Linked DNA regions of Gasterosteus aculeatus: region 1 is linked to region 2. Evidence: chromatin contacts called from public Hi-C data. All regions are on one chromosome and are shown on one strand. The core of a region is the stretch at or near the end of the contact, and the rest is flanking DNA. Distances in the headings are between cores, read along the strand shown.

Region 1 (6,441 bases), core at 1,809-4,308, 53 kb before region 2:
AGATCATTTGGCTTGTTTCAGGAATCTCATATATGTGTGCAAAACGTACAGAGCAGGACAGTAGTACTAGTAACTATACAATTGAATGTCTATAAAGAAAGGTTGAGAAGAAGTTGAGAAGTAATGTATTTGATTCTTATTTATTTCATTTACTATGACTAAATGACTTGGACGGACATTTTATTAGTGCAGCCAGTAAGTAAGACATTATGATCTTGACCTAAGCTCCTCGGGGAGGCTGGAATGTGTGGAGGATACGGCCATAAACCCCCTCGCTCTCCAAAAACCCTTCCTGCCTCTTCAAAGCACGCCGCCAGACTCCATTCAACACAATCTAACTTGTCTTTTTCTCAGCGTGACTTTCCAGATCATTCATTGCACGGGTAAATTATATCGGGGAATAATATGTGTGGGAATAAAGAGTGAGAGTGAGAGGCAGAAAAAAAAGAGGAGGAGGGCGGGAGAGGAGTGAGGCGAGCAGGCTGTGATGCTGCTGCATGAAAGTGTCTAATGACAGACTGCAGCGCTCCGGCCTGCAGGTCTGAGGCCGGCTCTCTGCTCTGTCATTTCTCCTGACTGGCCCGGCACACTGGAACCATTACCCGCGCACTGGGACGTCGCCGTGCGGCTAAATGAGGAGCAGATGGCACCAACAGGGGGATGATGTTGGGGACAGGAGGTGGGGTGCAGGTGAGACAGGTATTACTCAACCCTGTACGTCTCCAGGATTCGAGCACCTTCGCTAGTCTGTTGGTAACATGAGGTATCAGGATTTAATGATTTCATGGAGCCAACAGACCTTTTGGAGATTCGTCCACTGTTCTGTTTACCTGTCAGAAGATGCGAGTCCTCCAGACATCACAGTCATCTCTTATTGAACAACCAAAAGTCTGTGAGGGCATGAATGTCTGTTTAAACTTAAATGTCAATTAATCCAATGATTACTGAGATGTTTGGACCGAAGTCCGATTGCCACGTTGCTAGCATAAAGATAACCACATCCTCTGCATTACCATTTATCTTTCTTTAATTACTTGAAAGATTTATTAGACAATGAATCTGGAACTCAATGAGCAATATCAGAAAAGAGACAGAAAACGTTCTCCTGGTGACTGCATTCCTACCTGTGTAAACGCACAGCTTTGCTTCAAATACTGTTTACCCTGTTTTGAACTGGCATATTTAAATCTAATTGTGTGTGAATAACTGCTCTGTGTGTGTGTGTGTGTGTGTGTGTGTGTGTGTGTTTGATTGCCGGGTGCCACTGGCTCAGCGGCATAAGAGTTGGTCTGGAGGAGGGAAGGGTGTAGCCCGGATGGGTATCCATTACTCACAGGGGTTCTTTGATGTGTGGCCGCCGAAGGGGGGGGAGTAATGTATGAGGAGGAGGAGGAGGAGGAGGAGGAAGAGGACGGGGGTTAGGGTGGGGGGGCATGTCAGGGCAGGTGAGCAGATCTCAGGAAAAGTGTTGAGCCGGAGGGGGTTGGGTCTGAATCACACACACGCACCTCCTCCTCCTCCTCCTCCTCCCTACAACTTCCACTCATTATGGAACACACACACTAAACACTAAGTCTACACACCGGGCTTGGCTACTCTTCTCATGCAGAGGAGTAAGAAAGACACTGGAAGACGTTATGAACCCGATCTGCCTGTGTGGAAGTTAGAGAGGTCTTCTAGAACAAATAGTATTATAGTTCAGCCCACCCTCCTTCTTCCTCCCCTCTACACTCCCCCCCCCCCCTCCCCCCTCTTGTTAGCAGACCCCGGCTACGACGAGAAACACATCTGAAAGGCAAAGCAAGCGCAGGGGGACACGGAGGGAGTCATCTGATACACTGTCACCTGCTAAAGGTGTCCCTGAAACATCAAGAGACGAACGGCGAGACAGAAGGGACTGATGTGGGTAACGATGGAGCCCGGAGGCGTTGACTCCATTGTACACACGCCACCACCTGACCTCCCGTTTAAGTTCTTAAACGCAGCCTGCCCAATGCCCGGGAAGGTGACACAGCCAGATAACAGATAAATCACAGCAGGAGAGAAAAAGTACTTTGGTTTTGAAGGAGCCGTGCTGACCGCTGAGGAAATCAGAGAGTTTGCTTTATTGATAAGTGTAAAAAGATCTGCATCCTAAATATAAAGCTAGTGCCAATGAATGGTTAGCTTAGCTTAGCGAGGGACTAAAAACCGAGGGGGGCAGATAGTGTGGATCTGTCAGATGGTAGAAGAAACGAACTCGGTCGGCCATCACCAGCGCAAAAACAACATCGTCGTCACATTTTCATCATCACTTTACCCCGTGCACTGACTGAACAACCCCCTCAAACAACTAAGCTGTGTCAGCACGTGAAATACTCCTGAAATGAATTACAGCTGTAGCTGTCGAGATACTTTAATCACAGGAGTTCCTGGCTGTAATAAGTATAATTAAGTAAACCACCTAAGTTACGGGGCAGGAAAAGAGTTGTAAAGAGGGTTGGATCTCTGGATTTACGCCGTCAAACACGCCAAACCCCACCTTTCTCCACTTTCTCCTAACGTCCAAGCATCCAGAGGGCCCTTTTTATATACACATTTCATTTTTATTTTTTTATGAAACTGTGAGAGTCCCACAGAGGAGCCACTATCTCTTTATTGTTTGTATTGCACTCCATCGAGAGATCCAGAATAATCCTCACTGGAGCGGAAAAAGACACCCCGTTTTGTAGGCTTGGTATTGGTATGTTGATACATTCCTATGGCAGTGATGAGAGTATAACTAGAGGAGGGAGAGAAAGTGTCCTGCATGATCTGTGGCCGGGGCATGGAAGAGGATTTTTTTCTCTTTAGCGACAGGCGGCAACACAGAGACTCGGGGGAAGCAAATTAGAGGGCCTTTCCCGGCCTTTTAAGAGGCAGATAATGTTCTTGTTTTCATAAAGCATCCTGTTATTTAATCAGGCCTGTAAGTGAGAGCCTCCTACAGCGTGGAGCAGCCTCCCTCCTCTCCTCCCCTCCCATCATTCCTGCCCTGAGCCCTCCATCTCATTCAACAGCTCTTGTAAGCCTCCAGGAATTCATTCCTGGAACAGGCCGTGCAGTAAGCCGTGTCTTTCTGCATTGCAAACACTCACACACACGTACACACAACCAGCACAGTGACAATTGAAAAAAACACGCTGGATGTCTGTTCATGAGGTAAACCTAGACACAATTAAAGTATGAACCCCCCCCCCCCCCCATTGTTGTATTTCTGTCATTGGAAATCTTCTACTTGCAGCGGTAGAAGAATTACGAATTATAAAATAAAGTATGTTGTTAAATAAAATGGCCTCAGGGTGCTTTACAGTCTATATACATGCAACATCCTCTCTCTCAAAGCCCTCACATCGGCACAGGAAAAGGTCCCGTCCCCCAAAAATGAAACGAAACACGGGGGAGAAAAAAAGGAAGAAAGCTTAGCGAGAACGGCAGAGGAGGATCCCTGTCCCGGAATGGACAGATTGCAACGGGTACAGAATGAACAACATAAAAGATCAAATTTTGATAAAAGGGTTTTGAATAAAGCCCTGTTTACTGTAGTGAAGTCTAAGTATAAGACAATCAAGTACAAGTGGCTTGAAATTGTGCTTAAAGGAACAGTGTTGTTAAAGGTTGTTTTCTTGCCGTTCATGTCTACATGCGGAGGGTGTCCGCTTCATGAAGCATGCCGCCTTGTTTTTACAGCATTGTCGAAAACATAATCCGAACACTGCCTCTATTAACAACTATTAATTTGTTTCAGTAGGCTGCAATCTGCAATCTCATCACTAGATGCTGCAAAATCCTACACACTGCACCCAAGACACCGCACTCATTCACGTCTTAAATGTAGTTGTATTTCACAACTGTTTAATTGACATCAAGTTATTTCAGTAGGTTCAGTGGATGTTAAAGGAGACACTTCACCGTGGGTTTAAATTCCTACTACATTTCAGTAAAAGCGAATCCGTGACCACGCTAGCCGCTCTGAGAGACTGAGCAGGTTTGATAGGATAAATTAAAAGAGTGACCTACTGATGGCGCTAAAGGACCGTTCAACAGTCATTGAGGTGATGACAAATCCTCCTGCACCGAATGTAATGGTAACCCATATGTTGTTGTTTTTGTTGACTCATAACCACAAATGTGCAATGTACGTCATGATGGGGAAAAAAATGAGAACTAGAGTAGTTTGATTTTTGTGGATAAACCGGGAAAAATGTTTTAGACACCACCAAAAAAAAGATTAGTGGAAAAGTACAGCTCACATTCACAGACTTTCTGAATAAGACTCAATATAAAAAAACCTTTTAGTCCCGAGTTAGCTGCTAGCTGCTTACCCTGTGCAAATGAAATAGTCTAAATAGTCCCATTGCATCCTCGTGAGTGACAAGCTTTGGAGAGTTAAACAGGCTCATGCAGCAGAGGAGCAACAAGAAGTCGCTGCCTCTGCCTGCAATGTCGAAAAACACCTGTTTTCCGGCTTGCCCGGACTCCGACGGACGCTTGGTGCTTGCCTGGCGAAGTAGTTATTGGTAAAACAAACCTGTCTACTTTCCACATCACTTTCACCAGCAGCGCTCTCTTGCCAAAGCCTGAGGCGGGCCAAAAGAAAAGAAGAAAAAAAAGAAAGTAAAAGAGGCAGAGATGAAGACACAAAGAGGAGAAAAGTAAGACGGTGGAAGGACATAGAAAGATGTCTTTTTTTCTCCTTTTTCTTTTCTTTTTTTTATGCCAATGTTTCACTTAATCTCATAAAGGCAGTGTGAAAACCTCCATCTGTTTGCCGAGCAGTTCAAAAGAGACTCCACATGCCTCTGCTTGCTGCTATATAAAAACAACATTCTAATGCAGATCTTAAAGAGGGCCAGCGGCTCAGGCTGCACAATGAGAACTGGGACGTGCCAGACGCGCCGATGGAGGACGGGAGGGTGGAAAGAGAATTAGGTAGGCAAACATGGGGGGAATGTGAGCGGCAGAGAGGGACTGGCAACAACAAAAAGGGAAGGGAGAGAGCGAGAGAGAGAGAGAGAGACGTGAGAGAGTCCAATCAAGGCAACAAATTTTCCTGTCAACAGCTCTGCTGCTGACCTGCCAGACGTGACCTTCAAGGACCAGACAGACAGCAGTGCTGTGGGTCACCCCCCCTCCTCCCCTCCGCCCCCCTCCCTCCTGCCCCTCCCCTCTGAATCAACCCATTCACCTCTCTTGACTCTGCTGCTTTCTCTTGCCTTCTCCTCTCCCTCGTCATGTTTCACCACGGGGCTTACCGGTCGCCTTTGTCGTTAATGGAGGAATGTCCTGGCTTTGAACGTCATCTTGTGTTAATTGTGTGGCTCATGAACGGGGAGGGGGTGGGGGGTGAGGGGGAGATCCAAGGGCACCGCCTTTAGACTCGGAGCGCAGAGGTGAAGACAAGACTCAATTGACGAACCAAACAAAAATACAACAGATAATGAGATAATGGTTTCTTTGATCCACAGTCAAAGGTGTCTGTAGGGTTTTCCTGCAAACGGGTGGCTCCACACACCTCCAGGGCTCCTTACCCCCAATAGCCGGGGCAAGACCAGGCCCGCTATTTTGACAAGCCCCCCGCCGCCCCCTTTAAGAATTCCAGGGTTCAAACTGCATGAAAATCAAAGGACTAATACAGCAGTAATAATAAGTTGCTGCCCTATGAACGCCTCATTCACCGAGGACAGGCAGTGGTAGAGTACAGTTGTAACTGGGGGGCCATTAACCACTCATCATACGATTCAAATTTCCATCCTTTGGTGGAACAAACATCTTCAGCTCCGCAGGCAGAGTGAGAACCAAGAATGAACCAGCAGTGGCAAAAAAAACAAACTGAGCTGATAAGTGCACAAACTTCTGACGAAATCTCCCCGAAATCCTGCCCCAACACTTTGTGCACCCCCACCTCACCTCTGCGTGACTGCACCCGCACACCACTGGCCCCCTTGCAGCCATCTGAAGGAGTTTGGGAAGGAGGGACTTTAATAAAAGCAGTTTGGCACCGAGCGGTATCATCTGGCCTCTGTCTGTCTTTACAAGCATGACACGGCGTTCTATTTTTAGGGCCGCATTTCTTTCGGGCGGCCTGCGCCGTCGACAGCCCGATGAAATCCTGAACCCTGCGCGCTCCCTTTGAAGTGACAAGAGAGCGATGCGCCGCAAACACTTTGCATTCTCCAATGACGGCGTGGAAGGCCTGAAAGAGGGTGGCGCGCACGCCCTCGGGGAGCGGATAAGGCCCAAGCACATACGAGCTCATATGGGAATATGTACAGTGTCTATCTGTAAATGTGTGTTCGAAAGAAAATATTCTTTCCTTTGCCTCACAGAAAAGTCATGGTAGCCGAACAACAGTTTTTTCAAACCAAATCCACTATTGCATCTATTGCTGACAACGTTATTCGTTTATTATCATTGTTGGTT
Region 2 (6,365 bases), core at 1,554-4,053:
CCTGCAGCACAACACGTCCTCTGTGCACTGTGGGAACGGCCTGGAAAGAGTCTGTCCCTTCTTAACCTCGGACGGAACCACAATAACTTGCCCGACTCGGAGGAAACAACTACAAACAGCACCTGTGCACATTTCTTCACACTGCAGGCAGATATCACTTCAACAGTCTCTGTCCTCCACGTGCTTTCCTTCACAGTGTCTTCCTGAAGCTCTCTGCCCAGATCCACCGGGGTTAATAACTTTTGTTGTATTACCTCTCCAGCACATGGAATAGTAAAAAAATGTTTTACGGGGAAGACAAAAATAAAATAAAAGGGAGCTTAAATGAGCGTTTGATCTCACCTGCGCTGTGATAAGCATCCATAACATGGTGTCAACATCCTCCACGGACACGTCAGCTTTAACTGGAGGGGGAAAAACACCGGCGGCTGTTCGCAGTGTTTGAAACCGGGCTTTCTCTGTGGAGAAGCTGTATGAATCTGGGCCTCCATTCACAAAACCCTCCCACGCACAGTGAGTGAGAAGAGACAAGATCCTGCAGTAAATCCTATCTCAGGAGAAGCTAAATAAATTGACGCTTTTTTTTGCTTCAATTGTAAATTTGCATGAGTCTATACAGGATTTGCATGAGTTGTTTAATAGTCTTCGACCACACTTTAATATTAAACATGGAGAGTTAGAAGATTGGATGCCAGGAATAGCTGTCGTCCTTGAAAAGGCCCTCGAGAAAGGTTGGCAACCTCAACCGAACCCCTGGTGAGAAAAATCGATGGAACCACAAACTAACCTCAACAAAATCGGCGTGTCATCACGGTTGTTCCAATGGTCACGAAAGCATTGTGATAAGACGTACGCTTTAATTATTTTTCTCCTATTGGCAAAGTTTTATAATATTTCTTCCCGTACATATTCACGTTCAGTTGTCTCTAAATTATTAGTCCACATTATCAATGTGAGACTTCATTAGGACAAAATGGCAACCAGAGCAATATACTTCTGCGGGTGTTTATGAGTGACCTAAAGGATGCAATGTGACAAGGTCCGCATCCACCCACTCATCCACATTGCTTAAGTGTCTTTGAGCAAGGCATTGCATTCCTGACAGCTTTGAGCTTTGATTTCCTCGCGGCAGAGCCAGTAGAAAATGTGACACAGGTGTGCAACTATCACAACAGGTGCCCCCCCCCCCCCCCCCCCCCGTGACCCCCGGCTGTATGTTCGGAGGTGAAGCGGCTCGTGCCGATGCGCCCGTAACGTCCTTACCTGCATTAGTTTCCCGTGCGCGTAGCCGGCGCTTCTTCCCACGAACACCCCCTCCAGAGTGATGGTCTTGCCCGCCGACTCGTGGTTCAGCAGCTCCACCTTGATGACCGCTCGCTCGGACTCCGGGCCCGGCTGGCCCAGCACCACCTGCAGGGCCGCCATCAGCAGCCACGGCCAGAGCCCGGCCAGGCGCCGCTGCGGGACGCTCATGGCCTCGGCTGGAGAGGCGGTGCCCGGCCGCACATGGTGGACTTCAAAGCAGGCGAGCACCGCGGAGAGACGGCCGAGGAGAATATCTATGTCCTCGCTTATGTGTACACGTCCCACTCCTCCTTCTTCTTCTTCTTCTTCTTCTTCTTCTTCTTCCTCCTGCGCCGACAACGAAGCGCTAAACGGATACAATCCAAACTTTTAAAGCCGGAGGACTGTCATCATAGCTCGGGCCTGAATGTCCCACAACGTCCATTCAGCACCAGAGTTTATACTCAAACTCCGCACGTCGCGCGAGTGCCTTAGACTCCGGTCAGCGGCCACATGGAACAAAAAAGAAAAAGAAACTGCCCTTTTCGAGCTAACTATTAAAATAACTTTTATCCAGTGTCACGGCTTCCAGCAGCCTGGTCCTCACCAGACAACAGGACACATGTCCTCACCAGACAACAGGACACATGTCCTCGTTCGTAGCGTGTTCCGCTGCTGCACGCTCTCTTGCGCGCTCTCTCTCTCTCTCTCTCTCCCAGAAGAAGGGCAGGTCCTTATTTATCCGTATGCGAGCTGGTACGAATGTGACAGTGTGCACACAAGTTGACTTTGCCTTACGAATCGCACACCTTCGCGACCAAACACAAAGACACGAAGAGGAGAAGCCGAGGACAGCGCGTCCCCCCCGCGGGCGCTATGTTTTCTGTACGAATCCACACGCGGAAAAACAGAGAGGGACGACTTGAACTTCAAAGGCTGAGCTGCAGGTTGCTGCTGGAAAGTTAAGAGGCATGTTGACGCGTAGCAAAACGTTGAGTAATATCAATGTAAATATGTATTGTTTTACAACCTCACTTAAAAAAAATGGTTGAAGAAGTTGTTAAATTCAGCCGTTCTCTCTAATTATTAACCAAAGCGAATGGCCCGCTGTCTTGCTTCACTTATGACTTAGTCGCTGTACTGGGTCTGAAAACCGAAGCGACTTCTCTAACAGACACGTGGACTTTTTTCCTGCAGTCTTCATTTAATCCAACTCGCCGCGGGGAAGAAGCCGCTCTCGCTCAAACACACGGCTCACTGCCTCCGCTGCACCGTGACAAATGGGTGACGATCCTCCGGAGGACACCCGAGGGGAAAATGAACTGTTTGTCAAAATCCATCAACGAATCCCGTTCAGAAACACTACAAAAAGTACGAAATACAAGCACTCCAAACTCCCGGTGAAGCCCGTTTAAAGTTTAGAAAGCGAGGAGACACCGTGTGCGGTTATGACACCGTCCTAAAAGTCTTCCTCCCGGACTGCGCGTCGCTCCCCTGGGATCCCACCGACACCCTCTACCTGATCGCTGCTGCCTTCACGTGCTGTCGGAGACTGGGGCTCTTCTTGAAGCGATGCACGTGTATGACACGATCTGTTTGGGAGAGGCTGCATCTTTGACACCTAGCTACTTAAAAACTAAAGCGAGGGCCATGTTAATATTATTACATGTGCATACGGTTAGAATGTGGTATTTATGATGAAATAGCGGTACGGTTGGGTCAAGAGTTTACACGCAATGGGATGTACATTTCTAGTCTGATGATAAAGTGTTCTAATACTGCAGCTGTTCCAGGGTTTGTTTCCAACACATGGATGTTAAGAGTATCTAAAAATTGTTACGGTAATATCAAAATAGCTCCCGAGTAGCACCTGAAGGCCACATTGCGGGGAGGGCGGGGCAGCCCCGCACATGAGAACCGATCCGGCGGCTCCCTCTAGCGGTTACAATGCACAGAACAAGCAGGCACCCCAGTACAACAAGTGCAGCATCAACAAGACATTAGGAAAATACACGTAAACAACACACCATGCAGCTGAATAATGAGAAATATGTTTAACTTTAATTCTAACACTTTTACACACTCGCCTTTAAAACATGTCAGTTACACTTTAAAAAAATACATCCTTTGAACCGATGCAGCAACAAACAGCAAACAAAAGGTGTGAAATTCTACAATCACCAGGTTACTATTACAAACAAAGCAAACATACACTAAAAAATCTAATCTTTTTTTTATTTTAAAGCAATTCATTCAATATGTTCTTCCCCATTAAATCAACCTACTACTACTTTGGCAAACAAACTGAAATGGGAGTTATGTAAACTTATTCGATTTTCCAAATTCAAAAACAATAAAGAAACACACAAATAAAACAATCAAAAAATCCACAAATGTGGAATAAAATGTTGCACAATAAAAATGGAGAATATGGTCTAGTAATACTGAGAATTTAAGATCTCATCGTGCAGACTGGCTGCCAAATAAATCAAGAATTGACATGAAAACAAAAAGTATAACCAATTATGAATAAACTTGTATTTACATTTTAAATATATTTCCTTCCAATGGTTTTATTCTAATCATGCTCCCTAAATGTTCAATCATATCTTACTTAAAAATGAGGTGCAGTTCCTGTGCGCTTGCTGACTGAGTGTCGTTAACTTGATCACCTCTGAACCTCAGTCCTTTACATCATCGATGGTAACCTTGCCAGAGCACAGAGGAAACATCAGCAAATAATGTACAGGTATTTGCAAATTAACAGTTGAACGACACTCATCTACAATGTCTTGGCTTACCTCTAATATGGCATCTTTCAGCATTTCCTCTGGTTGTGAGTTCACAGATAGCTCCCGCTGTGCAAATAGATAAGCGCTGTCTATCTTGGACGTAGTGATGTTTCCAGAAGAGAAATAGTTTGCTTTTGTGGTGTTGGCAGGGTTGTTGTTGTGGGCGGAGAGCGGCACTGACAGGGGGCCTCGCATGTCCGGTGTAACAACTCTAATCAGGCTGCTATTGGGCTGAGTTTGCATCACCTCATCTGCAATCTGGAAAATGGTGTCCAAGTTAATGTCACATTTTTTCACCTCTTGGTATTCCTCGTTCTTTAACGTATTCCCACGGTATCTCGCCTGGAACAGCAGAAGAAAAGGTCATTTTCAAGACACAGTGTTGATAAAACTCCGTCTGCCTCGACCAATCAAAGATCTGGTGTAAGTCGTTGGTTACATGACAGGGTGAATCTGGTACATTTTCCCTACCTGGTGGTGACATTGGGTAGGGGAGGAACTGTTCTGAAGACCACTACTTGCCATCTGTGATGCCACAAGGTTTTGATGGTAGCACGCGTAAACTTTCAGAAGGACAAAAAAGATGAATTAGAATTATACACATTTACTTATATTTAAGTATACTACTTAAGTATATTTTAATATATTACAACTAAAATGTAGCTTTAAAAAAATACCGAGAGACAATTTAATTGAAGTGATGTAAACAATGTGGCTTATTACTGTTCTACCCATACTCCGTACAGGTCAGCTATGGTCATGCTCACGTGGGCAATAGTAGCCAGGCGGATATTGCACATTGTATGGGGAATTTGGATTCCAGCAGTTTGAGCAGGCCAGTAAACCCTGCGGAAGGAGCATAGCGTTGGAGCTAGTGGCGGCTCCAGTATAATTTGGGCTCAGAGATACGGGAATCCCTTTGTTTCCAGTGAAGTCGCTAGACGAAGGAGCGGCACCGTGACCCCTCATCGGTAACCGCGGTGGGACTGGGGTTCCATAGTAAGGCGGCGCGGCCTGAGCTCTGTTTGGAGGGTAAGGATGAGTTGACTCCTTATGGGTGTGGCTTAGCAGGGAATAGTCACCCGCAAATTCTGGAAGAAGAAAAGCATGATACTTGTCAGACAGCCATATTGAAACAAAAAATCCCCGTATTGTGTAACACTACGGTGAAACGTATGACCATTACATTGGGTTTTTCCCTACTAACAGTTGTGCGGTGACACATGCCTCTTTTCACATCTTTATCCCTGCCTTCATCACTGTATCGCAGGTATCTGCTCGGGCCCCTGTTTTTCACCTCCAGACCGGCTTGTATCTTGGCCTTGTTGAGGACCGTCAGCCTCCGCAGACTCGCGACAAGTTCAGGGTGGTTCCGCTTGAAGTTTGCGTGGTAAAAGTAGTGAAACTGCACCTGGTCCGCGTGGCAACAGTCTCTCATGTTGTCATCGGCTTTCTTGAAGCCGTACAGATTGAGCTGACGGACAAAGCTGGAGAAGTTGGTCGTTTTGAAAGTGTCTTTGTTGTCCAGGGCACTGCTGCTGCTACTGCTGCTGTTGCTAGGTGACAGGATCTGCTCCTCGAAGAGACGCTGGTCGATGACGATGACCAGGCCGTTTCTGTCCCAGCGGATGGCTTCATTTACTGGGTTATTCACCAAACGCCACAGTTTGGCAGGGAAGTTATTAGGGTTGATGCTCTCGGGTAGGGAACTGTCCCCAGCATCAATGCTTTGGTCTGTAGAGTGGGTAAAGTTAGAACCCAGTGAACATAGAATATAACCGCATGGATTTGCTGCAAATATATTATTGAATATCACAAATTATGAATACCATCATTTTATTTGAGCTGTCTTATATGTATTGCAAAATATCATTAAAATAGACATGGACATGTTGTTCATCTTGAACAAGAATCCAGTGAAAAGAATAGAATAAAACCTTATAATAATCTGATTTTGCGAAATAATATCATTATTTTATTTGAGCTGACTTTCAGTTGAAAACTGTACAGTAGTGTAACTTCATATGTTGTTATAATGTTATTTCATCTGTACAATGTCCAGAATAATGTTGTTTTTGACTAGTTATTTCAAATTGGACAAACGATTGCGTAAATATGGGTCCGTCTCGGTGCTTTTTGGACCGTATAAGCCCCCGTACCGTAACACCTCGAATAAAGGTGCATTGGCTAACGATACATTTCAAGCTGCAGGTCACACGACCGCTGTTTATAAAGTTAACGTTAATTGACGTAACGTTGATTGAACTTTTATGACATTAATGTTGAGAA

What was found. A called contact is a pair of places that touch in the nucleus more often than the background predicts.
Region 1: a Hi-C map of tail fin shows a contact between it and region 2, with 4 times the contacts expected there. The contact joins the enhancer-like site here to the promoter of rnf43 in region 2. A contact is called at or near these places in 6 of 6 Hi-C or Micro-C datasets (blood and trunk muscle, liver, skeletal muscle and 2 more).

Annotation. Positions count from the first base shown.
Region 1 is chr7:18,253,093-18,259,533 of fGasAcu3.hap1.1, reverse strand. All of the region lies in intron 2 of rnf43 (ring finger protein 43), which reads right to left. Among protein-coding and RNA genes, the nearest start is that of hpda, 16 kb to the left of the region's middle. Within about 2 kb of position 3,058, at least 2 of the 9 cell types and tissues checked have open chromatin away from gene starts, as enhancers often do.
Region 2 is chr7:18,200,161-18,206,525 of fGasAcu3.hap1.1, reverse strand. rnf43 (ring finger protein 43) reads right to left here and starts at 2,803. Exons shown (of 9, transcript XM_078106176.1): 1 at 1,264-2,803. The coding sequence starts at 1,473. hsf5 (heat shock transcription factor family member 5) reads right to left here. Exons shown (of 2, transcript XM_078106177.1): 2 at 4,991-5,810. The coding sequence ends at 5,194.